Regions from separate parts of the Mus musculus genome. Here regions 1, 2, 3, 4 and 6 are each linked to region 5. A link is a contact called in public Hi-C and promoter capture Hi-C data. All regions are on one chromosome and are shown on one strand. The core of a region is the stretch at or near the end of the contact, and the rest is flanking DNA. Distances in the headings are between cores, read along the strand shown.

Evidence for each region. Promoter capture Hi-C pulls out the DNA fragments that hold promoters and counts their contacts. Hi-C and Micro-C count contacts between places; a contact is called where the count stands out from the background.
Region 1: a contact with region 5 is called in a promoter capture Hi-C map of liver, with 6 times the contacts expected there. The contact joins the promoter of Setd6 here to the promoter of Amfr in region 5.
Region 2: a contact with region 5 is called in a promoter capture Hi-C map of hematopoietic stem and progenitor cells, with 5 times the contacts expected there. The contact joins the promoter of Csnk2a2 here to the promoter of Amfr in region 5. A contact is called at or near these places in 3 of 39 promoter capture datasets (hematopoietic stem and progenitor cells, liver and pre-B cells) and 1 of 9 other capture datasets (liver).
Region 3: a contact with region 5 is called in a Hi-C map of CD4 T cells, with 6 times the contacts expected there. The contact joins the promoter of Got2 here to the promoter of Amfr in region 5.
Region 4: a contact with region 5 is called in a promoter capture Hi-C map of pre-B cells. The contact joins the promoter of Gins3 here to the promoter of Amfr in region 5. A contact is called at or near these places in 2 of 39 promoter capture datasets (liver and pre-B cells).
Region 6: a contact with region 5 is called in a Hi-C map of B cells, with 7 read pairs. The contact joins the promoter of Katnb1 here to the promoter of Amfr in region 5. A contact is called at or near these places in 3 of 484 Hi-C or Micro-C datasets (B cells, centroblasts and regulatory T cells) and 1 of 9 other capture datasets (adipose tissue).

What each region holds. Positions count from the first base shown.
Region 1 is chr8:95,714,416-95,719,297 of GRCm38.p6, forward strand. Setd6 (SET domain containing 6) reads left to right here and starts at 1,498. Exons shown (of 7, transcript NM_001035123.4): 1 at 1,498-1,855; 2 at 1,938-2,079; 3 at 2,192-2,386; 4 at 2,506-2,626; 5 at 3,506-3,686; 6 at 3,778-3,920; 7 at 4,061-4,592. The coding sequence starts at 1,522. The coding sequence ends at 4,366. Ndrg4 (N-myc downstream regulated gene 4) reads left to right here. Exons shown (of 17, transcript NM_001372423.1): 17 at 1-541. Cnot1 (CCR4-NOT transcription complex, subunit 1) reads right to left here. Exons shown (of 49, transcript NM_001372353.1): 49 at 4,516-4,882.
Region 2 is chr8:95,487,558-95,492,455 of GRCm38.p6, forward strand. It overlaps Csnk2a2 (casein kinase 2, alpha prime polypeptide), which reads right to left and starts at 1,263. Exons shown (of 12, transcript NM_009974.3): 1 at 787-1,263; 2 at 8-119. The coding sequence starts at 890.
Region 3 is chr8:95,886,427-95,890,706 of GRCm38.p6, forward strand. Got2 (glutamatic-oxaloacetic transaminase 2, mitochondrial) reads right to left here and starts at 1,975. Exons shown (of 10, transcript NM_010325.3): 1 at 1,791-1,975. The coding sequence starts at 1,879.
Region 4 is chr8:95,631,188-95,635,903 of GRCm38.p6, forward strand. It overlaps Gins3 (GINS complex subunit 3 (Psf3 homolog)), which reads left to right and starts at 2,372. Exons shown (of 3, transcript NM_030198.3): 1 at 2,372-2,596. The coding sequence starts at 2,411.
Region 5 is chr8:94,010,904-94,015,130 of GRCm38.p6, forward strand. It overlaps Amfr (autocrine motility factor receptor), which reads right to left and starts at 1,737. Exons shown (of 14, transcript NM_011787.2): 1 at 1,316-1,737. The coding sequence starts at 1,558.
Region 6 is chr8:95,078,207-95,082,677 of GRCm38.p6, forward strand. Katnb1 (katanin p80 (WD40-containing) subunit B 1) reads left to right here and starts at 2,995. Exons shown (of 20, transcript NM_028805.2): 1 at 2,995-3,098; 2 at 4,392-4,471.

The sequences.
Region 1 (4,882 bases), core at 248-2,747, 1.7 Mb after region 5:
GGGATGATGTATGTGGTATTGTATGGGTGTTCTGAGGCAAGAGGACACCCACATCCATTTATCTGTGGCACATGCCGCCCCTTTCTGTAACTGTAAGCCATTTCTAGACTGCTCTGGAGTCCAGTGGAGTGTTTCCTATCCCCGGTTCAGTTCACTCACGTGCTTCCGTGAATACTGAATGTGACTGTTTAGAGGTGGTAGAACTAATCCCTTACTGTAGATAGCACTCCAAGTATTGGACATCTTTTTGCTGTGTTCTTAAGATATCTATAAATACCTATACATTATATATATATATATATGTATGTATATCAGGTCCTCCTTCCTGTATGTGGTTTCCCATTGGTAGTTGTCTTCTCTTTGGTCAAGATGAACTTTTAATGGAGTTCATTATTTTCCTCTCTGTACAAAGTTAAGAGCCTAATTTTGTGTATTCTGTTTGGTGGCTGATAAAGAGACTTTGAGATTACAAAATGCAAAACAAAAATCCTTGATATAGAAAGTTAACTGTGCAGAAAAACTAATAAAGAAATTAAGTCTACGTGTGTCGTGTTTCCTATCACAGGGAAGGCTCAACTGTTTAGGCTGCCTGGCTGCCCCAGGGCGCTGATAGTTGGAGGATAGTGCCTGTTAGACACATTTGGTTGGGGGAGGGTTGAGCAATCTTTCTGTAGCCCAGGCTGGTCTTGAATACTCAGCAATCCTACTTCAGCGTCATGGGTGTTAGAATTATGTAGGCCACCCTGCTTAATTTTTTTTTTCCTCTTAGGGTGATAAGAGATTGAACCAGGGTGTTTATACATGATGGTCAAGGTTCTACCAAGCGGCTATATACTCTGACTGAGATATAATTTTACCAGTCCTGATACTAACTCTATTTCACAGCTGAGCAGAAAGTTTAGCCAGCAAGAAAGACCGCTTCAAAGCAAGGGCACAACACTATTTGCTTGGTTTTAGTTGTTTTGGGACATGGTGTCACTCTGTTGTCTGGCTTGCCAGAAACTCCCAGTAAACCACAAACCCCCCTCAACCTTCCAGGTACTGAAACTAAACTACTGAATTCTCCATGTTACCGTTTGTGCTATCATTCATTCACCTTATATTACTTCCAGCGTCTCTCTCTGTCTCTCTCTGTCTTCTCTCTCTGTCTCTCTCTTCTCTCTCTTTTCTCTTCTCTCTCCTCTCTGTCTCTGTCTCTCGTCTGTCTGTCTGTCTCGTGCGTATGTGTGTGTGTAATGTGGAAACCCTTAAGGCCACTTCAAACCCAGGTGTAAACGGACTAATCAATCAGTCAGTGAAATGATGGTTAATCACTAACCATCAGTCGGTCACTACGGCATACTAGCCCAGCCTCCACAGAGGAAGAAACTGTTTTGTCCCTGCACGCCGCTCTCCGGGACACGGCCAGAACTAGGGTGGAGGCCGGTGCGCACGCGCACGCGCGATTCCTAAACCGGAGCGGTTTAGTAGAAACGCCCAGCTCCGCCCCGGAAGCGCAGTGAGGACCCGGCTGCTCGCAGCATGGCGGCCCCCGCCAAGCGCGCGCGGGTAAGTGGCGGGTCGCCCCTCGTCGCGCCCTGTCCCTCCCCGAGAGCTGCCCGCGCGCCCCTGCCGCTCCCTGCGGGGTCCAGCGGCGGCGAGCCCGAGGGCGACGCGGTGGCCGGCTTCCTGCGCTGGTGCAGGCGAGTGGGGCTGGAGCTGAGTCCTAAGGTGACGGTGAGCCGGCAGGGCACGGTGGCCGGCTATGGCATGGTGGCGCGGGAGAGCGTGCGGGCCGGGGAGCTCCTTTTCGCAGTGCCGCGGTCCGCGCTTCTGTCCCCCCACACCTGTTCCATCAGCGGCCTGCTGGAGCGAGGTGGGTAAGGAAGGGGCAGGGGGACCAGCTCGGAGGCTGGCAAGGGAGTGGCGCTTGGACGTTCACCTGGTGTCTTCCCTAGAGCGAGGCGCGCTGCAGAGCCTGTCTGGGTGGGTGCCGCTGCTGCTGGCGCTGCTCCACGAGCTCCAGGCCCCAGCATCACCCTGGAGCCCTTACTTCGCGCTCTGGCCAGAGCTGGGGCGTTTGGAGCATCCCATGTTTTGGTGAGAGCCGAGGGAAGGGCCGGGAAGAACCTGTTGCAGTTTCTTTGCTCTGGGACTGGGCACCTGCTGCATGAGAAGGCTGCGAAGGGCTCCGGGTGGGCTGTCCTTGCAGGCCGGAGGAAGAGCGGTTGCGACTCCTAAAGGGTACAGGTGTCCCCGAAGCCGTGGAGAAGGATTTGGTGAACATCCGTAGCGAATACTATTCCATCGTCCTGCCCTTCATGGAGGCTCACTCGGATCTCTTCAGCCCCTCTGTTCGCTCCCTGGAACTCTATCAGCAGCTCGTGGCCCTCGTGATGGCTTATAGGTCAGTGATTAAAGCCTAGAGGAGCAGACCCTCATCTTTGAGAGGGAAGGTGGGAAAGAACAGTGAACTCCAGGTCCCTCACCCGAGACTGGGCCTTAGCTGAGTTCTCTCTGCGGCAGCTTTCAAGAACCGCTGGAGGAAGATGATGATGAAAAGGAGCCCAACTCACCCTTGATGGTGCCTGCTGCAGACATACTAAACCACATAGCCAATCATAATGCCAATCTAGAGTACTCGGCAGTGAGTGGACCCCTATCCCTGGTCAGGTGGTGTGCATTACAAATCAAATCACTGGGCTCCAGTTTCCTACTAATCGTGAAAATGCGGTGAGACTAGCTACTCTCCGGTGTACTTTTGATATCAACTGAGATGGTGTGGACACACCCTAAGTCCACCAGAATAGCTGCCTGCTCTGCCAAGTCACCTCAGGCCCTGTGGAGAGCATTAACAGCAGTTCAGTGCTATTAGGAGGTGGGATGTTTATGGGCCAGAGGCATAGTAAGAAAGGCCCCACTTTAGTGTTGATTCTGTAGGAAAACTTGAGCAGACAGACGTCTATGTAATGTAAATATTGGCAGCGTCTTAACACCTGTAATCTTAGGAGGCTGAGGCAGGATCCAAGGTTCCAGGCCCATAGCTTCCAGTTTTCGTCTATACATGTCAAACTTTGCTCTCCAGTGTAAGCAGATGTGACTTTCACTTATTCTTTACCTCCGTTGCTATTTTGACATGAGGATTAACTTGTTCTGTTTTTGAGACAGGTGTGTATGTATGTGTGTGTATGTATGTATGTATGTATGTATGTATGTATGTGTATGTGTATATATATATATATATATATATATATAGCTAGCCCAAGACTCAAGAGTTTTGTCTCCTGAGCACTGAGTGTTTATCACCAGGCCTAGGCTTGGTTTTCTTAAAGCTTGTGTAGGTAACTAGGCAGATACACCTAATATACTAAATTGACCTCTAAAGTTGGTTTCACCCCCTCAGTATACAGGACTGAACAGTAGACAAATGGTCTGTGTCCTCAGCGCACATTCAGTAGGCTCTTCCAAGAGAGAAGTGGTCTGGTGGGGGCTATGGTGTGGTCCCAGCTTTATCCTTTTAACCCAGGATTATCTCCGGATGGTGGCTACTCAGCCCATTCTTGAAGGTCATGAAATCTTCAACACATATGGGCAAATGGCTAACTGGCAACTGATTCATATGTATGGTTTTGCTGAGCCCTATCCTAACAACACAGACGACACGGCTGACATTCAGATGGTGACAGTCCGAGATGCTGCACTGCAGGGTGCGTCTGCCCATCCCAGGTTCTGTATACCTCTTGACTGCACTTGTCTTGCTGGGGTTGATGTCGGCTCTCTCCGTCCATTACTTTATAGGAACAAAGGATGAAACTGAAAAGCTGCTCGTGTGTGAACGCTGGGATTTCCTGTGCAAACAGGAGATGGTAGGGGAAGAGGGAGCCTTTGTGATAGGTTGTGAGGAGGTGCTGACTGAAGAGGAGCTAGCCACCACACTGAAGGTACAGGACTGACAGGGTATGGGTTGCTGGTATTTAGAATAAAACCAAAGAAAGGGGAGGGACCTAACTTTCTACAGTGGTATGGTTGTCTTGAAACTCACAGTAGCACATTGCAACTAAAGGGCCCATATTTCTTGTAGGTACTGTGCATGCCTGCTGAGGAGTTCAGAGACTATAAAGAGCGGGCTGGATGGGGAGAGGAGGAGACAGAAGACGACAGTTTGGCAATCACAGATATCCCCAAGCTCCAAGAATCATGGAAACGGCTTCTTCGAAACAGTGTTCTGTTGACCCTACAGACCTACACCACAGACTTAAAAACAGACCAGGACTTACTCAGTAATAAGGAGGCCTATGCCACGCTGAGCTGGCGCGAACAACAAGCCTTACAGGTCCGCTATGGTCAGAAGATGATCTTACATCGGGTGTTGGAACTCACAAATTAAGCAGGCTTCCTGAGAACCTTTTAAGGTCATGTTCTGTTGCTTGGAGAGGAGGGAAATTTGGGACTTTTGCTATTTGGCAGTTAGAATCAAAGGAAAAATAGCTAAAAAGTAAACTTACATGTCGGCACGTTTGGATTGATGTCAGCAGATTTAGGAGCATGCTATTTTTACTAATGCCATCAGATTTTTTTAGAACTTAATAAACATGGGCTGAGTTCAACTTTGAGAAGTTCAAACTTTCTTTAGCACATTCCCGTGAAGTATGACATCTTACTGGACCATCAGTCTTATCACAACTCACCTCTCAAGGACAAATTAATTAGAAGTGGAATTCTTCCAAATACTCATACCAAGACAAAACCCCCACACAAGTTTTTAAATATAGTTTAACCACACAGATTTTCTTGCTCTAACAGCTTCCTCCAGTCGACACAGAAATGGTACACAAAATGTCCTTACTGGGGATGGTTGTAATGTCCCAGTGAGGCAAGGGATGCTAGCCTGGACTATGCAATA
Region 2 (4,898 bases), core at 13-2,512, 1.5 Mb after region 5:
CACTCACCTTGAGAATTTTTACAACCACCCTCTCATTGTTGGTGATGTTAATGGCCTCAAATACTTCACTATACTTGCCCCGACCAAGTTTTCGAACCAGTTGGTAATCATCTTGATTACTGTGAAAGGCAAGAGATATACATAAATGCCAGGATTTGGGATTAAGCAAGCCTCTGTCCACCACACATCCATCCGCCATCTCCAACTAATCAAGCATTCGGAAGTATTCCTACCATCACACAGCAACTCATTCTCTTAAATGAGAGCCACACAGAAGCTTGGCTCCCTTCACTCTGCAGAGCTCCTAACCTAACTGACTCTTAACAAGAAGAGGAATGGGCAGCTACAAGGCCTCAGGAGCCATTAAGGGGACTAAGGGAAGCATCCCCCCTGGTGGTACTGGGGTGCCCTGCCCGTGGCTCCACGGCACCTGCCTCCCATTTCACACCTTCCAGGGGGCACTGCCCGCTCTAGACAATCTGCCCCTCTTCAAAATGACCCTCCCACCCAGCCTCATTTCAGAAAGTAAAGAGGTAGAGATTTCAACAGCTCAAGAGGACAGCCATGGACTTCCCAACCCATAGGAAGCCCAAAGTCTGAGGAGGAAGGGCCGCCCCCACCCCCGACCCCACGCTTCTCCCCACCGGCGGCTGAGCCGGGGACCGAGGCAGGGCGGACAGGAGAGGCCGGGGACACGTGCGGCCGGGGCCGGGCCTCCCTGCCAGCCCCGAGGCCGAGCGGCCGGCGGGTGCGGTTCGCGCGTGGGGCGGCCGGCGGCGGCTTTACCCCCAGCTCGGGACGTGGGCTTCGTAGTCCCAGTACTCGCGGCTCCTCAGGCTGTTCACCTCGGCGTAGACCCGGGCCCGACTGCCCGCGGCCGGGCCGGGCATGGCGGGCGGGACCGGGGGGCGCCGCGGGGCGCCGAGGGCGGCGGCGGCGCGGCGCGGGGCGCGGGGCGGCAGGCACGGGAAGCGGCGGGCCGCGGGCTGCCCAAGCAAGAGGAGGAGCGCGGCGGCGGCGGCGGGCGTCCGCGCCAGGCCGGGCCCGCGGGGGCGGGCGGACGGACGGACGCTCGGGCCGGGGGGCGCGGAAGGCGCCGGCCGAGCCGGCCCGGGGCCTTCGGCTGCCGGAGGGACGGCGGGGTTCGTGCTCCGCGGAGGCCTCCGCTCGGCTCGCGGCCCCCCAGAGGCGGTGGTGGCGGCAGCGGCAGCCACCGGTCGGGAGAGGGGCAGCGGCAGCGGCGGCGGCGGCGAAGAGGGAGGAGGAGGAGGCGGAGGAAACCCGGAAAAGGGGCCGCACTCGCCAGGAGCGGCCGCCGCCCAGCCCCGGCCCGCCCCGGCCCACAGCGCCCCCTACAGTGCGGGGGGACTATGGCCGGCGCCCGCCCCCTCAGCGAGCTCGCCACCCTCCAAGCAATGTGGCCGGCTGCCTGCCCAACTGCAGGCCACCCCCCAGAAGTCTCTACCTTTGACTGCCGCCGCGCTTAGCATAGTTCCACTGTCCAGTCACCTCGTGTCCACCCACCACGACCTCCCATATTGGCCCTGAGCTGACTTTCTTTGAAACCCAAGAACCCTCCCCTCAAACTGTCCCCCTTCCTCACTCCTCTTCCCACTCTGGACCCCACCCTGCCATCCACAGATCCCTTCCTTCAAGAGGAAAACCAAACTAGTCCTAAAGCTACCCTCGCCTCCCAATTCCCCATCCAGATTCCTCCCTGAGAGCCCACTGAGCCATCCTTTGGGCCACTTGCTTAAACCAGAGCCCACCAGATAGTTTCCCCATAAAGTTAACTGGGTTTTTCCCCCTTTGTATTGAACCTGTAATTTGTGGATCATACTTTGAGAATGTAAATATCCATTTTGTTTGTTTGTTTGTTTGGGAGGAGGGAGAGCTGGGGAGTGAGGACTTCTTGAACAGTCTTCTCTCTCATTGATGTCCTGGGGTCCCCGGCTATCTTGTTTTCCTGTTCATATTCTTTAACAACAAGGATCTCTTCTTCCAGCCCAGGTTGCTCTGACTCTAAACTCCCCCTCTCCCTCCCCCCCACACACTGTTTTCTAGATGAGGCCACGTTTCCTCTTTCTTCACATACCGAACTATCGAGGTTCAAGTCCCGGTTCCATAGTTTGCAAGGAATGCAGATTTGAACCAATGACTCAACGTCTCCGTGCTACAGATTTTGTAGCATCAACCCAGCACCGACTTCACAGAGCTGTACAGAGACTAAGGACTGCTCCATATTAAAACACTACATGTTCCCGCTGTTGTTAAACTCTACACCTTTCCTTCCCTGAGAATAGCGCATGCCCGTCTTTCAGTTTCTTCTTCTCTCTGAGCTTGGCCACGGGGTACCGCTGCCACCCCACAAATGACTGGCTTTCTTTTTCAAATCTCACCTTAGAGGCCACTTTCTCTGAAGTTGATACTTCTCTCAGCGACTCCTCCATGCCCTTCGTAAAACTACAGCTTGGCATGAGTCCTCTCCTGGTTTGCCATCTGTCCCCTCCCTGTGAAAACAATGTGAAGGCATGACTAGGGCTGGGTGATCACCACCAGGTCACTCAGTGTCTGCCGGGCAGGAGGCCTTCAGTCAACACAGTGCTCTTGGCCCACGGTTACCATGCTGGTTACAAAGGGGACCCTGAAGGTCATATTATGCATGGACCAGCTGACTTTCTGTGTGACGCACAGAGAAAGGACACACCACTCATCACATTGCTGTCAAAAAAGCTCAACCTGCATCCAACCAGACACGGCCAAACTGAGGGACAGTTCAGCAAAAAAATCTAGTTCACACTGCTAAAAAATAACAGTGTCACAGCCAAAACAAAACTTGAGGTGCTGCTCTAGAGTAAAGGAGACTGAGAGCGACCCCTGAGGCTGCACACTGTAATCCTACCTGAGGAGTAGACTGTGGGTTCAAGGCCAGCCTGAGCTACATAGTAAGATCTTGTTTTGTTTGTTTACTTTTTTGTGGGGGGATGCAGTCAGGTGTGGTAGTGCATTTTGGTAACCCTGGTACTTGGGAGGTTAAGACAGGCAGATCAGCATGAGTTTGATGCCTGTCTATCTGGACTATGGAGTGAGACCTGTCCAAAATAAAAAATAAAACAAACCATTCAGAAGCCTAGAGAGACAGACACACTATTTCTACTGCCCTTATCATTCAAAAGCAGCAAAGAATATCCAAAATAAATAAATGGGTCAGGCCAGGTGGGGTAGTCCATGACTGTTAGCCTAGCAGTTGGGAGGCTAAGGCAGCAGCATAGCCTAGATTCTGTAATGTGCTTCAGGCCAGTGTGGGTTATGTAGACTCTATTTCAAAAACAAAAGACAACAAAAAAGCAAAAGCAGGAACTGTGTGTGTATGTGTGTGTGTGTGTGTGTGTGTGTGTGAGAGAGAGAGAGAGAGAGAGAGAGAGGAATACACTTATCTCTGGGGTAATTTTAATATGGGGTGTATATTATATATTACCAATGTTTTTGTTTTTCCCAGACAGGGTTTCTCTGTGTAGCCCTGGCCATCCTGGAACTCACTCTGTAGACCAGGCTGGCCCCGAACTCAGAAATTCACCTGCCTCTGCCTCCCAAGTGCTGGGGATCAAAGGCGTGCGCCACCACTGCCTGGAAAATACCACTGTTTTAATGCTAACTTGAAGCACATGAGCTTTATATTGGGGTTAAACAAGAAAAGCCCTTTGGTTTTAAAATTTTCAAGTGTTGAAGGATGAACTGTTTTAATCTCCACAATGTATTCTCAAGTGGCTCTGTAGAAAACCAACAAATAACAAAAACCCATGGGTTCCCAAGGACATGACCATCCATGGAAAGAAGGAACCACTGGCTGACAATTAATGACATAAGCCAAATATCCGCAAGTACTGACTCAGGCACCGTAACGCCAGGACCCTGGAGGCGCAAAGGTAGGAGAGTCATGAGTTTGAAGTCCACCTGGGTTTCATAGCAAGACCTTGTCATAAAAGAAAAAGCCCACAAATTTGCAACTTTGTGCAAACTCTAACACCTTCAATAAAACAAGAACTGTGGGCTGGAAAGAGATATAGCTCAGGGGTTAAGATCAATGGCTGCTCTTCCAGAGGACCCAGGTTCAATTCCTAGCACCCGAATTGCAGCTCACAACTGTCTGTCAATGCCAGTTCCGGGGACACGCACGTAGCCAAAACACCAATGCACATAAAATACATTTTAAAATTTGAATGAAATAAAGCATTTAGCGAACACATGGACTTTGACCTTGATTCCAAACACGGCACCCCCTCTCAATCTCCTTTTTAACACACCCTTAAGATCTTAAGGTTGCTCCAAGTTTTATTTTTTTTGTTTTCTTTTTCCCCCCTCAAAATGTTCTATTAACTTGTCTAGACCAGCAAGTCACAATCCTAAATCTTAGATAGACTTTCTTAGCTCTAGAAAGCTCCTGACACTGTGCAGAAATTGTAGCTAGTTTGAGCATGTATGCTCTTTTTCCTCTGCATGTGTCAGGTTCTCAAAGGAGACTATGGCCTGGAGAGGATTCTAAGCCACTGCCATTGATCTGAGAACTGTGTCCAAGCCCTGGCAGAGCCCCATTCTTTGCCTCCTCCACCCTGGCCCACCTCTGGCCCCACCCACACTCCCTGTTCTTGCCTCTCATCCTTCACCACGTTGCCCACACCCATGTCTCATAACCTGATCCCACACCTGTGGCTGCTTGGGGATTCTCCCACACATGGCTCTGGCGCAACATACTCCGGATTTGGCTGATACTCTATTGGCTCAGCCCTGAAACCTATAGCCAGCCCTCCCACAGCCAAGTGGAAGGCGTTTTTTTTATGGCTTGTTGCAAAGTAGGATGATGGGTGTCCCACAGTATTGGCAAGGTCCCACTGCTTTTC
Region 3 (4,280 bases), core at 725-3,224, 1.9 Mb after region 5:
AAAAATGAAAAAAAAAAATGCTGTATTTGTTTATAAAATGAGGGCTTGAAATAAAAATATACAAAGTGAAAGGCATTTCACGGGCCAGGCCTGTATCTCTGGCACAGTGCTTGCCTGGTATGCACTGAGGCCCTGGGTTCTATCCCTGGGGGAAGGGAGAAGGAAGCTGTAGTAACATTAGAAAGCTACAGGTAAAATGACTGCAGCTGTGTCCCAGGCAGGCCTGGTGTACATAGTAAGTTTCAGACTAGCCAGGGCTACGTAACCCCGACACAGAAGCAAGCAAGCGTTTAGATACAACTCAGAACTAAGTTGCCAAGGTCTCTGCTATCCCTTACCTTAAATTCTAACTGGGAAATGACAGAAAAGAAACAGCAGTCAGGCTCTCAGACTGAAATCACTAAGCAGTCACATCCAAGGGGAAACCGGGCCAAGCAGTTTAAGTGAAGGTCAGGTATTTCGGGTATATAGATATACATTACAAACAGGGATATTTCAAGGTTAAAATAACGGGAAAACTGATTTTCCTCCTACCCATACAAGTACCTCATTTTTGTTCTCCAAATTGCAGCATAAATAACTCTCCCCCGTTTCTCCTCCCCTTCAGGTGGGTAGGCGTAAAAGGGCACCCATTGGCATGGAGCCAAAAAAACGGGCTCTGGGAAGGACAGACTGTTCTACTACCTTGAAGATGCTTGAACACATTCAAAGGGAAGAAGGCAAGCATAAAAAGTTACGTAGGCTTCGCTCCCAGTTAGTATGTGCCCCGGGGAGGTGTCTGCCGTACTCCAGGAGACTGTCTCAAATCTGCTCTTCTGAGGCCCAAGGAAGAATCAGGAGTTACTAGTTCCCGTTTAGGCCTGGCACTTTCAGTACACCTTAGTTTAAGATGACTCATTTGTCTTTTTTTAAAAAAGGAAGTCAGTCCTCTTGTCTTGCTCACAGCTGCATCACCAGCAACTGGTCCAGTGCCTGGCTCGGAGAAACTGGGTTACGAAATATTTTAAGGAGCAAAGAGCCGACTGAAATGCAGGGAAAGATTGATGGCTTCCAGTCAACAGAATCTCCCAAGGGTTTAAAACAAAGAAAGTACATTACACTTCAACCCTTTTCCATCCAAAGGCCAGGCTGGTCTGTCAGGGGATAGGGGATCATCAGGCACTACTGTGGTGACACTGAAGGATGCACTACGCCAAGGTCATGGATGCACACCGGATCTGGACGCCCCCAGAACCTCCTTGCATGTGGTCACATTTCCCCCCGTCACGCACGCTGCTTCTACACAGCACTGGCAGATTTAACCCTCTGGACCCCGACAGCTGGACCTGTTGTCCCGCAGGGCAGCTGGTCAAGGACATGCGCGCCCCCCTGCACCACAGCCAATCAGCGACAGGCAGCTCCGGCACCATAGCCAATCGGCTAGAGGATGGCCCAGCGCCACCGCCCACGTGCTCACCCCTTGCCCCGCACCCCACTGTGCTGAGTCCACATCTGGGACCCCCCATCACCCGCTAGAATGGGATTCTGGGTGCAGTCGAGAACCACAATTCCCACCTCGGGGGCTACGCTGGCCCTCTGTCCGGAGATACAGGGGAGGGATGAGGGGTCCTGGGGTCACCCCGGGGCGCAGACACTGGACTCTAAGACTCGGGACAGTCAACCCTTGGGGACACACGAGGTGCGCACGTGTGTCCGATCGCGGGGTGGGGTGCAGGTTTCACAGGGTCCACAGTTCGGCTGGGCAGGGGCAGGCCCGCGGTGCCGCTGCATCTCTGTATCCCTCGGCTCACCTGGCTCTGGCAGAGGCTGCAGCAGCTAGGCCTGGGTGAAAGGCAGCAGCCATCCCGGAGAGGATGCGGCTGGAGTGCAGGAGGGCCATGGTGGGCGGTAAGACGGCAGTGGATGGTGGTAGAGCCGAGATCTGGGGAAGCGTCCGCTGGAACCGAGGCGCGGGCTCCTAAAAGGTGAGGACAGTGACTTCCCTGGGCGTGGCTAGAGCGGCCCTGCGCCTGGAGCGAATCATGTCGCAGCGGCCCCTTGCGGTCGGGGGTAGAACGACGACGCCTCCACGGAGGTCATGGAAACTCGCAAGGGCACTGCTAATCGCTGCCTATAAATCCTGTGAAGCTTGTATGTGAGGATGCGCAGTCCACAGTGCTCAGCGCTCTGCTTCCAGTTAATCATCCGCTACGCTAGAGGCAGCTGCCTAGCGTGCCAGTTTGAAAGAAGGAAAAAAATGTAAACTGACCCGAGGAAGTATTTTTTTTTTTTCCTAATGCTCCAGTGTGGTTTTCCTTTCAACCCACTAGTTTCCCCAAGTGCAAGTCTCTCAAGGTTCAGAATGCTTTCATGTCCCTGTTAGAGGACAACAGGCATATTTTGTGGGGCAGTTGTGAGTATTAACTTGTGAGATTAGCAGATTATGCCCTAAAAAAAAAAAAAAAAAAAAAAAAAAAAAAAAAAAAAAAGCCTGATTAGTCAATACAAAATTACCCAGGACCAACGACAAACTTTTGCACATCAAGTCTTCATAATTATGTTTGGAAGAAATGAATAAGCTTTTAAAGGCTGGGAGAATGAATTTGAGACAAGTCCACAAGTTGACCGAATTCACTCTGAACATGGGCCATTATTTCCCAGGGATGCCTTGCAGAAATCTGTATAGATTGCCAGTCTAATTTCTCCGGCCACTTCAGTTGTCTGTGTGATTGTTATCAAATCTGGGGGCCACAGCATGTGCTGCAAACCAGGCCCAGGTCACTGGTCCTCAAACAAAGTAAAATAGTGAAAAGCAGAAAAAGATTTACTTGCTGGGTGGTGGTGGTGCATGCCTTTAATCCCAGCACTTGGGAGGCAGAGGTAGGTGGATTTCAGAGTTCGAGGCCAGCCTGGTCTACACAGAGAAACCCTGTCTCGAAATTTTTTTTTTTTTTTTTTACTCAATGTGGCCACACTAGGAAGTTGGACAGAAAGATCCAGTTTTCCTTCGGGGTTCAAATGAGAGATTCCAACGTAAACAGATTCCCAGTCAGCTTGTGTTCCTGCCTGCCATTAACCCATCCTATAAGGTGATGGATCTGATAAGTTGCTAGAACTGTATAGACTCTCTGGGAGAAAGGTTGCCTCTCTGGCTGGGGCCTTTTCTTATTTCAGTATGAGATTCCTAGAGATATTGCCATTTCTTTGGGTTCCATTGTTTCAGTAGTCAAATTGATAGACACAGTGCCTCTTTAGGATATCTTCATTTCTTCCAGGGCTGTTGCATGAAGTCCAGATCCCTACATGGAATCACATTCTGGTCTACCCTAACTTACTGTCTTCTGGCACATGTGTCTCCCTGACCTTGGGCTAGATTAAAAAAAAATAGATATTTATTTAATGTTGTATGAGCATCCTGTTGCTGACACACCAGAAGAGGGCATCAGATCCAATTACAGATGGTTGTGAGCCACCATGTGGTTGCTGGGAATTGAACTCATGACCTCTGGAAGAGCAGACAGTGCTCTTAACCACTGAGCCATCTCTCCAGCTTTTAGGCTAGATTCTTTTTTCTTCTTCTTCTTCTTCTTTTTTTTTTTGGTTTTTCAAGACAGGGTTTCTCTGTAGAGCCCTGGCTGTCCTGGAACTCACTTTGTAGACCAGACTGGCCTCAAACTCAGAAATCTGCCTGCCTCTGCCTCCCAAATGCTGGGATTAAAGGCATGTGCTACCACCACCCAGCAAGTAAATCTTGGGCTAGATTCCTATTGGCAATGACTTTGGATTCCTGCACTATTGTATGTGTTGTGGTTTGAATATGCTTGGACCAGGAAAAGGCACTATTAGGAGATGTGGCCTTGTTGAAGGAAGTGTGTCACTGTGGGGTGGGCTTTGAGACCCTCCTCCTAGCTGCCTGTAGAACAGTCTCTTCCTCTGCCTTCAGAACAGGATGTAGAACTCTCAGCTCCTCCAGCACCGTGTCTACCTGGATGCTGCTATGCTCCCACCATGATAATGGACTGAACCTCAGAACCTGTAAGCCAGGCCCAGGATTGTTTCTTGCAGCTGATTTGCCTTTCCTGTCACTTATTGCATAGCCTAAGGATTCCTGGGTGTTACTCCACCCTATTGAGCAGATTTCTTGCAGATCAACATAAAGATGAGCTTTCATGAGTTAATGCTGCTTAGATGTATTAGTGATTTCACAGAATTCCTGACTTGATTAAAGTAATTTTAGGAAGAAAGTTGTAAGATGGTTTTAGTTGTTTTGTTAGAAAGATGTAATAAAGTTAGAATCGAGA
Region 4 (4,716 bases), core at 1,122-3,621, 1.6 Mb after region 5:
GCTCTTAGTTACCTGAATTAATATTTCTACCCTAAACTCTATTATTGTCATATCTCCCTCTCAGCAGAAAAGTATACATTATCACTATCAGTTATGTTTACTTAATTTTTCAGTGTTATATTGTTTGCATGCAGTATGCATGTGTGTATGTGTGTAGACATGTGCGTGTGCGTGTGTGCACATGTATCCCATGCAGAGGGGGTTCCTTTAGGTGACAGGGAACCCAACCACAAAAAGAGAAAAGAATGAAAACCCAGTGCAGATTGACCTCCATCAACCTGGACCAGACCTCGGGGAGTCTGATGCAGACAGTTCATTGCCAGCATATTTTAAATAGTACAGTTTGGGAAAAGCTTCCAGTCAGTCCAATTCCTGGTGCACAATAAAGGTTAAGGTGTGACCACATAGAAACTCCTTTACAAAGTACATGTGACCACGAGGGTGGGGTTCATATCTGATAGGCCTAGAATCTAGTGTGGTCTCTGACCAAGACATCATAGAGGTCAGCAGGTCATAATGTACATGTGACATCTTCTGTCAGGATGGGTAATGGTCTAGGAGGGCAGAGTCTGGGATAATCATCCTGGGGAATTTGGGGGAGGTCTGCCTCTATAGCAAAAGGGGTGAGGTCTGCCTCCACAGACCGCAAAAAGGTCACCAGGTCATTAACAAGATCCACTCTCAGCTTTCTGGATGGAATGCAGGCATTTGATCTTTATCTCTTCCATTTGATCTCTTATCCTACAAAATATCAGCACTTAGCCCAGTGTGCCTCAAATGGCCTTACAACACATTAACATATGGTTGGGCAAAGTCATCTAACACAAGGCCTAATTTATAACAAAACATGAAACATCTCGTGGTATTTATTGAACACTGTATTGAGAATTACAGCATGGTTATATGAATAAGCTTTTGTTAACACTGTAAAGTAAAAGATTGTGAGTCGAACCATTGTGAATTGGGTAGCAGCAGTATATAAGAACTGGGTACATGCAGAAAATTGCCAGTAGTTACAGGACATGCCTAGCTCACACCCTGGGTCTGCTTCTGACCCGCTCTTGTCAACAAGCACATTAGTCATAATTGTTTTAGAGATAAGGCCTTGCCCTATAACCTGGTCTTGTTTCGACCCTGAGATCCTGTTGCCTTGGCTTCCCCAGTCCAGGGATTCTAGGCATGTGCCAGCATGCTTGACATTATTGCAACTTTTTAAAGTAGCTGTCTGGAATAAAATGTCTTAAACTGACTAGAGCAATGGTTGTTAAAAGAAGAGGAATAAAAAGTAAAGAAAGTGGTGTAAATACTTCAAGCATTCATGTGATACAAGTGTTTTTGGCAAGAAAAAGCAAGTGACTATTGCTTAGCATATGTAAAGTTCTAGTCCATATTTAGAAGGCTATTGCTTAAATGTAGTGAATTATGTAAATACATTAACAAATTATTTCATTCAAAACTAAAAAGGAATACAAAAGATGAAAGGCATGCTCGCCCCCTTTCCTGTGTTGCTCACAAACCACTACCTCAGGAATGCCCTCCTACAGTAGGTAAATTCGGTAGCAAATCTCGCAACAATCTGCCTCAACCTGTATTCATGTATGTACCGCCAAATCTAGGACCAAGCAACCAAGCAACCGTGGTCTTTCCTTTGTTCTCAGGTACTCTACCTGTGATCGCATTTGATATAGGAGCTCCCGCTTGCAGAGTGGCTGTGAAAAGACTAGGAAACTGGTCTAGTTTCCTCTTTCAGGAACCCAAACTGATCACCACACGAGGACTTTGCCAGTTGACAGTAGAGCAAGGCCCTGAACTTCAGATCTTCCAGCCATATATAAATCTACCACTCCATCTAGACTCCCACCCCACCTGAACCTACACCCGGCCAAAATACTACAAATAATTTGTAACTTAGCACACAGTTAAACATTTGGACTAGTGCTTGCGTTTTAGTTTCTTCTGTTGTTTTCAAAGACAATAATTAACCTACCAGTGAAAATGCAATAAAAGCGGGATTAATGAGGGCTGGAATACATAGTGTAAAATGATATTACTTGAATCCCCAAAGATGTTTTTAAATTCTATGTGTGTATTTAAAGGCTGCATGAACACAGTTCCGTTAGTACAGACACATGCTGTCCCTTCAATGATGTTCAAGCTTCATATACCTTCCCCAGCCTAGTCTACAAGCTGCAGGAGGACTTCCGGCCGACTCATCCAGGGCTTCCGCATTGGGCGGGGACACTGGACCCAATCTGTGACCTTATTGATTGCTTTTGCCTGAGCGGCCGCAGGCTCGCCGAAATCGACTGCTCGGGTCTGGCGAGTGCGGCGCGGGAAAGCGAGTTTGAAGCCGGCCCTAGTTCGCTGAGGTGGCGCGCCCTCCTCATCCCTGACTGTGCTGCGAGCTGCCATGTCCGAGGCGTATTTCCCAGTGGAGTCGGGCGCTCTGGGGCCGGAGGAGAACTTCCTGTCTTTGGACGACATCCTGATGTCGCAGGAGAAGCTGCCGGTGCGGGTCGAGACGCCCATGCCGCGCCTGGGAGCCTTCTTCCTGGAGCGGGGCGCGGGCTCCGAGCCGGACCATCCGCTCCCTCAGGTGAGGCGAGCCCGGCCGGGGCAGAGGTTTCCAAGATCTGGAGGCGGTGGGAGTCCTCGGGGGTCCCGGGAAGCTGCACAGCACTCGGAGGACTCTCCCGCCACCGATCTTAGTCTTCAAACTTTCCAAAGTCATTGGCTTTGGCTCCAGCCCATCATCTCAGGGTCTCTTGGTTCTATTCATGGTTTCCATAAAACTTATTTGAAGTTTCGAAGTCTGGGAACTGCAGATTGTCATGCGCACTCGGCACAATTATGACAGTGTCTGCAGCCTGTTTCCGAGGACCGACTGTCCATCAGGGGATGGGAGTCTGTGATGGGGGGATAAATTGTCATCTTCTCGCTTAGGCAATTCTACAAAGAGTGAGTACCTCAGCCAGGGTTCCACAGTAAGTCCGTGCTGGCTTAACCAAGGCAGTCCTCGGTAAAAGGTTGCTCATAACAATTTTCAGTGTCGCACTGAAAAATGGCAACTGCAGCTTCCCGTATTAAGCCTTTTGCCCTCCCATAAACCTAACAAAAGCTGGGTTAACAAAGCCAGGGTCCTCCAGTAAATGGTGAACTGGGATTCGAACCTTGGACTCTATGGCTTCAAGTACGAGTTTGTCCCAAGAGCGTAACTTGCAATGGTTACTTTCATTTCCCGTTAGGTCCTTTAAGTTTTGTTTGGAAGGGTATCAATTTTGTCTCTGTCTATTTCTAGGTACTTTTTCTCAAAGTAAAACACCACATTTTTACTTTTTCAACAACAGAAAGGCTCATTTTTGCTCCCTGGGCTGCTTCTCAACCTCACAGTCCTTTGTAAGTCGACTCTTCAGAGTCGACCGCCATGTTTTTGAAGAATATTCCAGGACTGGGGGTGAATCCTGGAGCGTTTCACATGCCAGGCAAGCATGCTACCACAGAGTTCTACCCCAAATGTCAACTTATTGGCTCCCCATTGTCATAGAGAAAGATTTAGGAGTCTTTTGTTTTTGTTTTTTTAATGTTTTTGAGACAGAGTTTCTCTGTGTAGCCTTGGCTGACATAAACTGGCTCTGTATACCAAGCTGGCCTCAGACTCAGCAATCCTTTTGCCTCTGCCTCCCTGATGCTGGGATTAAAGGTGTGTGTCACCACTGTATGGCTAGGATTTAGTTGAGCTCTTACACTCTACTGAACAAGATATCCTGCCGAGTTTGGGTCTTTTTTTCTTTTTCTTTTTTCCTTTTCTTTTTCTTTCTTTTTTCTTTTTTTGGTTTTTCGAGACAGGGTTTCTCTGTATAGTCCTGGCTGTCCTGGAACTCACTTTGTAGACCAGGTTGGCCTTGAACTCAGAAATCCGCCTGCCTCTGCCTCCCTCTGCCTCTGCTGGGATTAAAGGTGTGCGCCACCACGCCCGGCTGGGTCTTATTTTCTTAATTTACCTAATATTCTAGTCTAGCATCTTTAAAAAAAAAAGAATTAAAGAATAATTTTTAGCTATTATATTTCTCTGGGTTCTTCTTAGCTATCGTCAGGCTTTTTTGTTGTGGTTGTATCTAATGACAGTTTTCTGGCTATGATAACAGATAAGGTTTGCTTGATATTTTACTCATGATCAAACTGGTTTATTGGTTTGGGAGAGATCACAGGGGTCAGGTTCCATTTTTACTGCATCACACCAACTTAGTGTTGTCGACTCTGTGGTAGATTCTGATCACCAGGCTGAGGTAGTGTTTGTTATGTTTGCCATACTCCTTGGAAGTTATTATATATAGCCACTCTGAAGGAGCAGGCTGTCTTGCTCCAGTTTGAGAGATAGTGTCTACACAAAGTATTTGGAATTCCTCTGCAGCACAGAATTAGGTTTGAAGATTTTTTTTATGACATCTAATTTCACTCATCGATATAAGACTTCATACTTTGTTTCTTATGTTGATTTTGATATGTGCCTTGAACTCTGTTCTCCTGCCACATTATATGCCCCTGCACCTGCCTTAGTCTTTCTTTATAGGCAGAGTGAGCTGGGCCGTGTGCTCCAGTTGTGTAATACCGGCTACTTTAGAGGCTGAGGCAGGGAACTGTAAGTTCCACCATCACCTGTTTCCTAAGTTGTCTTATTGTTTAGTTCTGCAATTTTCCATTTGCTATTTTTAGTTT
Region 5 (4,227 bases), core at 487-2,986:
TTCTTTAAAATGACAATTCTCAGAAACGCCAAAGGGAAGGCCTTAGATTAATGTTTTATGAAATGTTATTAACCTTGGAATTTGAACGTGGGTTTTGCAAGAAGAAACTTACGAAAAAAAAACATTAAACAATACTATTGGCTGTTCTAGTAATAGAATAATGGTTCCAGCTTAAAACAAGGTATCAACGACTACATACACTATAGTCTTCACCCTTGTCAAAAGCACTCCCAACATAATAATTCTAAGTTGTTTACCCTAAAGACGAACAGTTCATCTTTTCTTAGGAGTAGAGAAAGGGGAACTTTGCCCTTCACTGCCTTCTATGAAACTATGCACCAAAGGACCAGGAGGCGTCATCTGCAGCCCACGAAGTTCACAAATCCCGCTGCTTCCTGATGAAGCACAGTGGGAATAATTACAACAAATGAGTTGCATTATAGTTCTACAAACTTATAACATTAACCCCTCAGTCATTTACAGCCTTCTCTAGGCGCCGTGTGGGGAGATACGATCCCCACCAAGCCACAGGAAATCCAAGTGACAATTTTTTAAATCCGGGAGCAACTTTTCCTATTTCTGAGGGTTCATAGAAGAGGCACTCAAGTGCAAGGTGAGAGCAAAATTTTCTCAGATCTGCCCAGCCTAAAATGATGTAACAAACGAAGCCAGTACTTGTGGCATGTGGACATTGCTTATCTCGCACCGGCAGACAAACTAGAACCCTTGTTTCAAAATGGATCGCTAAACGGAGGAATCGCGTTCAAAGGAGGGGCTGCCACACCGACCCGAAAGTGTTTTGCTGCTTTCTGTCAAAAAGGGAACAGTCACAAACCATCGCGGGGGGTGGTTGGGGGTGAGATAAAAGGACGTAGCTGGTCTGTTTGCTTCGTTAAATAGCGCCCATCGGGACTAACGCATTGACAAATAGCACCATTTCGAAGTTGTCTGGCGAAGAGTAAAATGTCCCCCTAACTTCGGCCTTCTCTTCGTCGGCGAGCCGCCCCCAACAACGCCGAGCTAAACCGGACGTGTCGCGGCTTCTCACAGCCTCGGGTCGCCGCACCCCGCCGCCCTGGAGCCCGCGGGTCCGACCGCCCTTGCCTCGACTGTTCTCCCCGGCATCCCGACACCTTCTCTCCGCGGCCCGCCACGCTCGCAGCGCCGCTGGGCCTCGAGCCCCACGCGAGGGCCGCGGTCCCCGGGCCGAGGAGGCCGGGGTCAGGGCCCGGCCACGCCCCCCTGCGGATAATGGGTGACATGGCGGCTCCCGCCCGGCCGCCCGCCCCCGCGCCCGGCCCGCAGCCTCGCTCACCCACACGAACAGGCTGTCCGACAGCAGGTACTGGGCCACGTCGCGGGCCCGGGGGCCGCCGGCGGTCAGGCGCGCCTCGGGCTGCAGTGGGGCCGTTAGCGGCTCCGGCTCACCCGAGCCGTCCTCCGGCTGACTGAGGGCGCGGTAGGCGCTGACGATGGTGCCCAGCAAGGCCAGGCCGCTGAGGCCCGTGTAGGTGCGGAGGCTGGGCCACGGGAAGCGCTCGAGGAAGAGCAGCGGCATGGCGGCAGCGACGGGCTCCGGCCCCCGAGGCTTCCCGCGCTGCGGCCAGGCGCCTGCGGCGGCCTTGCGAAAGGCGCCCACGGGCTCTGGCGTCGCTGCCGCTGCCGCTGCCGCCGCCGCTGCGCCGGGCCGAGCCGGGCCGCTCCTAGCTGCTCGCGCCGCTCCGCCCCGCGCCGCTCCCGCTGCTGCCCCTGCCGGCGCGGAAGAGCCTCGGCGGACTCGGGGCGGGCCGCCGCCCCTAGCGGGACGCGGGCGGGACGGGCGCGGGGGCGCGGCCTTCGTCCCCCGCCCACAGCCGGCGCTCTGCAACCCCGAGAGCACAGGACCCGGCCTGGGGCCCCGCGTCCCGGCCCCCTGCAGCATCCTTGGCGACCCTGGGCCCACTGAAGCCACGAGCGCACCCGAGCCGGGCTCTGGGGTGAGCCTGGCCCGTAGGCAATGACGGCAGGCCTGTGTGCGTGGTCAGGCGGCAGGGTGAGGGTGCGGGACCCCTGCCCCTGGCCACTTGTCGCTTGTTCCTCCCCGCCAAAGCTGGTAAACCCGCCATCCCACCACCCTGTAGACTAGAGGCTTCCTTGGTGTCCTAAAGAAGCGACATGATGCTTAGGAAATAAGAGAAGCCTTGAGATAGAATATTTTTAAAACGGAGGAACCAATTTAACCAGAAATAAAAATCTGTTCCCTCTTAGCTACAAGTAAGAATGTCAAATGCTGCTTAGTTTCTTGGAAAATACCTGTTCCTAAAAGGTAAACCAAAGGGTGACCTTCGTCCTGGCAGTTACACTGCTTGTTAAGTAAACATCCAAGAGAAATGAAAACAGACACCCACACAAAGTCCCTACATTGAGGCTGACAGTAGCACTACTCCTAAAAACCAGAGAGGCAAACCTCGAATTATAGCGTTTGAAAATAAAGTACAGATAATGCTACAATATCAGAGAATGTTGACGATGTCTGAATCAAGCCACACACAGATATCTAAATTCTGTGTGACCACGCTGATAAGACAAATGCATGCAATGTAGAGTAGAAGGGGAGTTTGAAAGAACTGGAGGTGACAGCTAAAGAAGTGACAGGTTGGGGTACTAGTTTCCTGAAGTGAGAATTTCTAAAGTTGCTGTTATACAACTATGAATACACTCAAAGTCACTGAATTGTACACTATAAACAGCAGGTTATATCTATGTGAATTACATAAGATAACATAGGGTACAGTTTTTAATTATTATATCCCCGAGCCATGTGTTAGTGCCTATCCCAGAATGTAGCTCTGTAAACAGCTTTGAATTTTCCAAATTTTCTAATGTGGAGAAATTGTCTTTGTAGTATTTTTTCATGCCAAATATTTCTATAGATCTTTTAAATCTGAAAATTAACCACTGTTATAATTCTTAAAAACATCTCATCATGAGTCTTTGTACAATATAGTTCCCTTTGGTTCGTTCCCAGTCATTTGCAACATGGCTTGTGAGATGAACCATTTGCTACAAACTGGAGTTTGATTCTCATAACTCCCCCAAGTTGTCCTCGGACTTCCATATCTGTGTCTCCCCCACACATAACTAAATGTAAAAATAAAATACCAAGCCGGAACACTATTGTCCAAATAATGGAAATCTTTATTCTGAAAAAAACTTGGGTGGTAATTTTCCAGAGAGATTTTTACAAGGTCAGATCTGAGTCACGATGATTTTTAAACCATTCATTTGTGATGCACACTCAATGTAAGCTACAACCCAGCAGTATTAGATACCAAACTTGTCCTTTCATATTGATGATAACAAAGCTGCCTTCTTTCATCTCAGAAGCGTGGGCTCTCTGAAAATCCAGCATCTGTAACAGATGAAATTAACCCAGCTCAGCTACACTTTAAGATAAGGCCAAAGATTTTGGATGGCTTCTGTTTTGAAAGAGAACAGTCATTGTTCTATTCCTTTACCCTCAAGAAAGTGCTCTGCATGTCATCCTTCCTTCGAGGACCTGTTTGAGATGCTTGTTCTCAGTCTAACCCAGTCTGGCCTCCAGCTCTCGGCAATTCCCCTACTGAAACTCCTGTTAGGGTTAGAGAATGGAGGGCATGAACCACCACACCCAAGCAAACACCTTCTGTTTCCCGAACCCTTTTCCTCCTCCTTCCCTCCTTCCCTCCCTCCCTCTCCTCTCTGCTGCACTACTGGAAGCTTTACTTTGAAGACAGGGTCTTGATAGTCTTGAACTCCTGGGCTTTAAACAATCAGCTTGGCTCAATCTCCCAGGAAGCTAGGACTTTGGAGCATGCCACAGGCCAGTGCAAGAAGGATAAACTCTACAGTCCTTTTAAAGATTATGTGAATTTGTGTGTGCCTGCACAAGCTAATGTGTATCACATGTACCCTGGTGTATCACACGTATGCGTATCACACCTACCTACCAGGTCTCAGATCCTCTGAAACTGCAATCACAGGCAATTGTGTGTTGCCATGTGGGTGCTGAGAATTAAACCTGGGTCTTCTGAGTAGCCAGAGCTCTTAACTGCTGAGCCATCTCTCTAGCATCTCCTCTAAAGTCTTAACCAGAAGCCAGATCAAAGTAGCTCCCACTTGTAACCCTGCAGATGAAGAAACAGTCCTTAATGATAGGAACAACAGGTAGTTAACACAACTGTGTTGCAACTGTAAGTATCCAGTCTT
Region 6 (4,471 bases), core at 1,745-4,244, 1.1 Mb after region 5:
GATTATCAAGTGTTGGCTCTCCAGATGGTTCCATGGTCACCTGCCAAGATCTGCTGAGAGCTCAATGTGTTGATGGTGGAGCAGCTCCTAAAGTGAGAGCGGCTTAGCTAAGGAACACACCCCAGGACCAGGCGGCTTGATATTAGAGGACAAGAGACAGAATCCAAGTTCCTCTTTCATTTACCACCTGTGAAATGGGGCTATCCATGTTTCCTGAAGTAAGACTTAAAAAGCAGAGAAAACTGGGTATAGTAGCCCATGCCTGTAATCTAAGCAGGAGGATCAGAGTTTAAGATCTGTCTCATCTACATAAGGAATCTGTTTCAACTACATGGGTCACATGAAGCTCTGTTTAAAAAAAAAAATAAACAAAAAATAAAAGGGACTGGAGAGATGGCACTGACTGCTCATCCAGAGGTCCTGAGTTCAATTCCCAGCAACCACATGGTGGCTCACAACCATCTGTAATAAGATGCCCTCTTCGGGTGTGTCTGAAGACAGCAACAGTGTATTCATATACACATAAATAATTAAAACAAGAAGGAGGAGGAGGAAGAGGAAGAGGAGGGGAAGGAGGAGGAGAGAAGAAGAAGAAGAAGAAGAAGAAGAAGAAGAAGAAGAAGAAGAAGAAGAAGAAGAAGAAGAAGAGAAAAGAAAAGAAAAGAAAAGAAAAGAAGAAGAAAAGAAGGAAAGAAGAAGAAGAAGGAGAAGAAGAAGAAGAAAAGAAGACCTTGCCTGTAATCTTCTCCAGGGCATGACACACTCAAGACAGGTCTCACAGCGGCTGTGGTTGCCTGTACTACCTGGGCCAGTGGTTAGGCAATCATGTATCAGGGAGGGACTCCTGGGGCTCTCTTCTTGTTGAATTACTGGCTGCTGCTGAATTCCGGTTGCGGGGCAGTCATTGTTTTCACTCAAAGATGAGCCCAGTAAGCTTTAATGCATAGTTCCAAACCCATGGTTAAAGCCAGGGGTGCATGCTCATGTGGTAGCCCATGCCTTTAATGCCAGCTCTTCATCTCTGTCAGTCCAAGGCCAGCCTGATCTACAAAGTGAGACCCTGATACAGAGGGAGGAGAGAAGAGAGAGAGGAAGGGTAGTGGGAGATCCAAGAGACAGAAATAGGATGATCTTAGAAGAGTCAAGTATGCCAAGAGTGCAGAATCTTGTCTGGTTCCTATAAAGATACTGTGCCCCGCCCCCCACATGTGTGGTGTGTGTGTACACATGTCCCATTGTATCACTATGCATTGTCCTCTGACATTCTTCACCTTATTCCCTCGAGTCAGGGTCTCTCACTGAACCCGTAGTTAGGATGACAACCAACAATCTTAGTAATCCTCTTGTTTCTGCTCCCTATAACACTGCTCCTTATAAGCACACATGCACCATGCCCAGATTTTTACATGGGTCGTGAGGATTTGAACTCAGGTCTTCATTCTTGCACTGCAATCACTCTTAGCCACTGAGCCTTGCCATTTCTCTTGGTCCTAGGTAGTTTGTATTTCCAGTGCTGGGGATTGAACCTAGTGCCTCCTACATACCAGTCAAGACTCTCTTATCACTGAGCTACATCCCCAGTCTTGTTCCTGCTTATAAGTTATGTGTATTGGGGATGGTGACAGTCATTTTAATATAGTCTGCATGTTAGAGAATGAAGTTATTTCAGGGGTGGTGACATTGGTTATGTGACTAAGGGCCCTTAACGATCTTCAGGCTCAGTGTTGCCATGACTGAAATGTCTTAGGATCTGTAATGTACATATAATTGTATAAACAAAGCAGATAAGGCAAAATGTGTCAAAATGAAGAATTTGACTTTTTTTTTTAAATAAAAAGTTGCGGGAACAGCAAAGTACAAAGTTTTGATCAAATGTTATTCTCCAAATCCAGGTCTCTTAATAATTACCCATTTCTACGCAGGGCCGACTTCCCATTAGGCTGGTGGGTGACTTTTGTTCCCGTAAAGGTTTTGCATTTAATAGGGACTTTGTGTGCCTTGCCTTTAAGAACAAAAGTTTAAGTCCTGGGTCCGATCTTCCAAATGTCTGGTCTTTTTCACCACAGCATCTGTTTCCTCGTCTAGAAATGGGAAATTCCTCCCGTTCCGGACTGTGTAGAGGAGAACGCCAGATGCAGCAGCCCCGACCAGAGGGGAGTGAGTGTAGGATAGACCAGAGTTGGAGGTTATTTCTGCAAAGGGCTGGGACCGAGTTTCTCAGTAAGGGGGGGACCCGAACTCATGGTGGGTTATGTAGCCTGTCCCCATCCCAACCTGTCTGTCCTGTCACAGATATTAGCCTTTCTCCGGTTCCGTAGTTTTACTTCCGCACGCAGGCGAGCAGACACAAGCCTAACTCATCCCACTGTGCTACTGTGATCTTAGGGACGAACTCCTGGGCTCGACATCGACCCCACTGTAACTAAGCTCTGTTTCCCTCGAGGTCAGCGAACTCCAGGAGACGTGTGGATCCAAGTAAGAGCCAAGTCCTCCCACTACGCGGGCGACACTCACAGTCTGAGGGCGGGGTCCTGGCAGCCCTGTTTCAATATGGAAGATCTGCAACTTCATACCACTCTAGAAGTCCCCTTTCCATTGGCTATCTCAGAGCTGGTTCTCCAATAACACTAACGTTTATTGGTCAATCCAGAGCTGTTGCTGAAGTGATTGGCGCAGCCGCCATCGGGTGCAGCTCGCGGATTTTTTAAACACAACCGGGTTCCAGGAAATGCAGGAAAAGGGCGGAAAAAACCAAGCCTGACTGGGGGCGGGACTAAGAACGCAGAAGCCTGTATTGGTTCTTCTGGGACCTAAGGGCGGTCCGTAAGCGCTTCTTTCTCGTGATTAGTCTGAGTCGGGGAAAGGAGGCGGGTAGTTACGTAAATCGGCGGAAGCGCTTGCTTCCATTGGTCAATTCTAGAGGAAGGCGGGGCGTCCGTGGCGACTGATTGGTGTAAGAAGTGAAGTGGGAGGGACTCTAGGCCGGAGGTTTTGTTGTGAGGGTCGGTTGTCAAGCAGCGACCAATCAGGGCAAAGGATGGAGGCAAGTGGGGGTCGCGCCTGGAGGGAAGCCTTGGCCTCCAGAGCTACAGCTGCAGGTAGAGTGGCTCTCGGGGTCTTGGAGGCAAAGGGAAAATGGCTCTAGTCTTCGCCGAGCCTGGAGGGGACAGTCCGGTCGCCGGCAGGAGGCTCTCGGCCAGGACAGGCTGGAGCCAGTGCCCCTCAAGGCAGACGGGAGGAGGGTCAAGCGAAGCTGAGGGACCGGTGGCAGGTTTGGGATGAACGAGCAGGACGGGTGTGTGGAGGCCGGAGAGGGAAAGCTGGTGGGCCGGAAGCAGAGCTGAGGGTGTGCGGAGGATCGTATTGAGTCGGGGCTCCAGAAACAGGAGAGCGAATGAATGGGGGATTCTGATAGCAGCGGGGCAAGAGAAGTAAAGAGGGTCTGGCGAAGCATGGCCAACTAAGGAAGCTCAAGATGTGCCAGAACGGGAGCATAGGCAACAGGAGAAAGAGAATCCAGCGAGAGAGCTCCTGGGCAAGAGGCGAAGGGCCGTGGCGGCGGTGGAAGGCTCCATCCACGCTGTGGCCTTTTAGAATTGAGGAGTCATTCCGACTCACACCTAGACTGGAGACTCAATTCCTAGCTATGCCCTTGAGAGTTGCAGGGAGTGGGCGTGGTTCCCTTACCAGGGAGTTGGTGATGGAGGAAGCAAGAAGATTGGACCCTCAGAATCCTCTCAACATCACCCCCTCCCAAGGCCTTTACTGTTCTCTCTCTCTCTCTCTCTCTCTCTCTCTCTCTCTCTCTCTCTCTCTGAACGTCTGCCTATCTCTCAGTCTCTCTGTTCGTCTCCGTGTATCTCTCTGTCTCTCTGCCTTTTGGATGCCTCTCATGGGCACCAAAACATAACCTCAGACTCCAGTGCCCCATCCAATACATGGGGTGCAAATCCAAGTGGACTGCAGTTATGTGATCCTCTCTGCCCCATAGCAGGTGCTGGGTTGGCAAGTTAGGACACCCAGCATCCAGGAGCATTACTGTAGGCCCCTGAGAAGTCAGTCTCTCCATCCCCTCTCCACCTACCTATGTCAGTCTGTCCTTCCTTCCTTCCTTCCTTCTTTTCTTTGAGATAGGAACTGACAGAGATCTGCCTACTTCTAGCTGGCCTCCTGAGTGCTGGGGTTAAAGGCGTGAGCCACCAGGCCCAGCTACCTAGGGAAGGTCTTTTATCTTTGGGCTCTTAAGTCACAGGTTTTCAGACCCAGTGTGCACTGCAGCTCCAGGCCCTGGAGGCTCTGGCTAGTCTGTATCAAGTGGCCTTGATGACCCAGGGACTTGTAACTCGTCTCAAGCAGTTCCTAACCCACCATCGCCTCTGCTTGCATTCTAGCCCAGTGTTGAGCTGAGATGGTCCAAGCCTGACATTCCATGATCTGGGATCCCGACCTATGTGTCCAGGCTGCTGCTTGA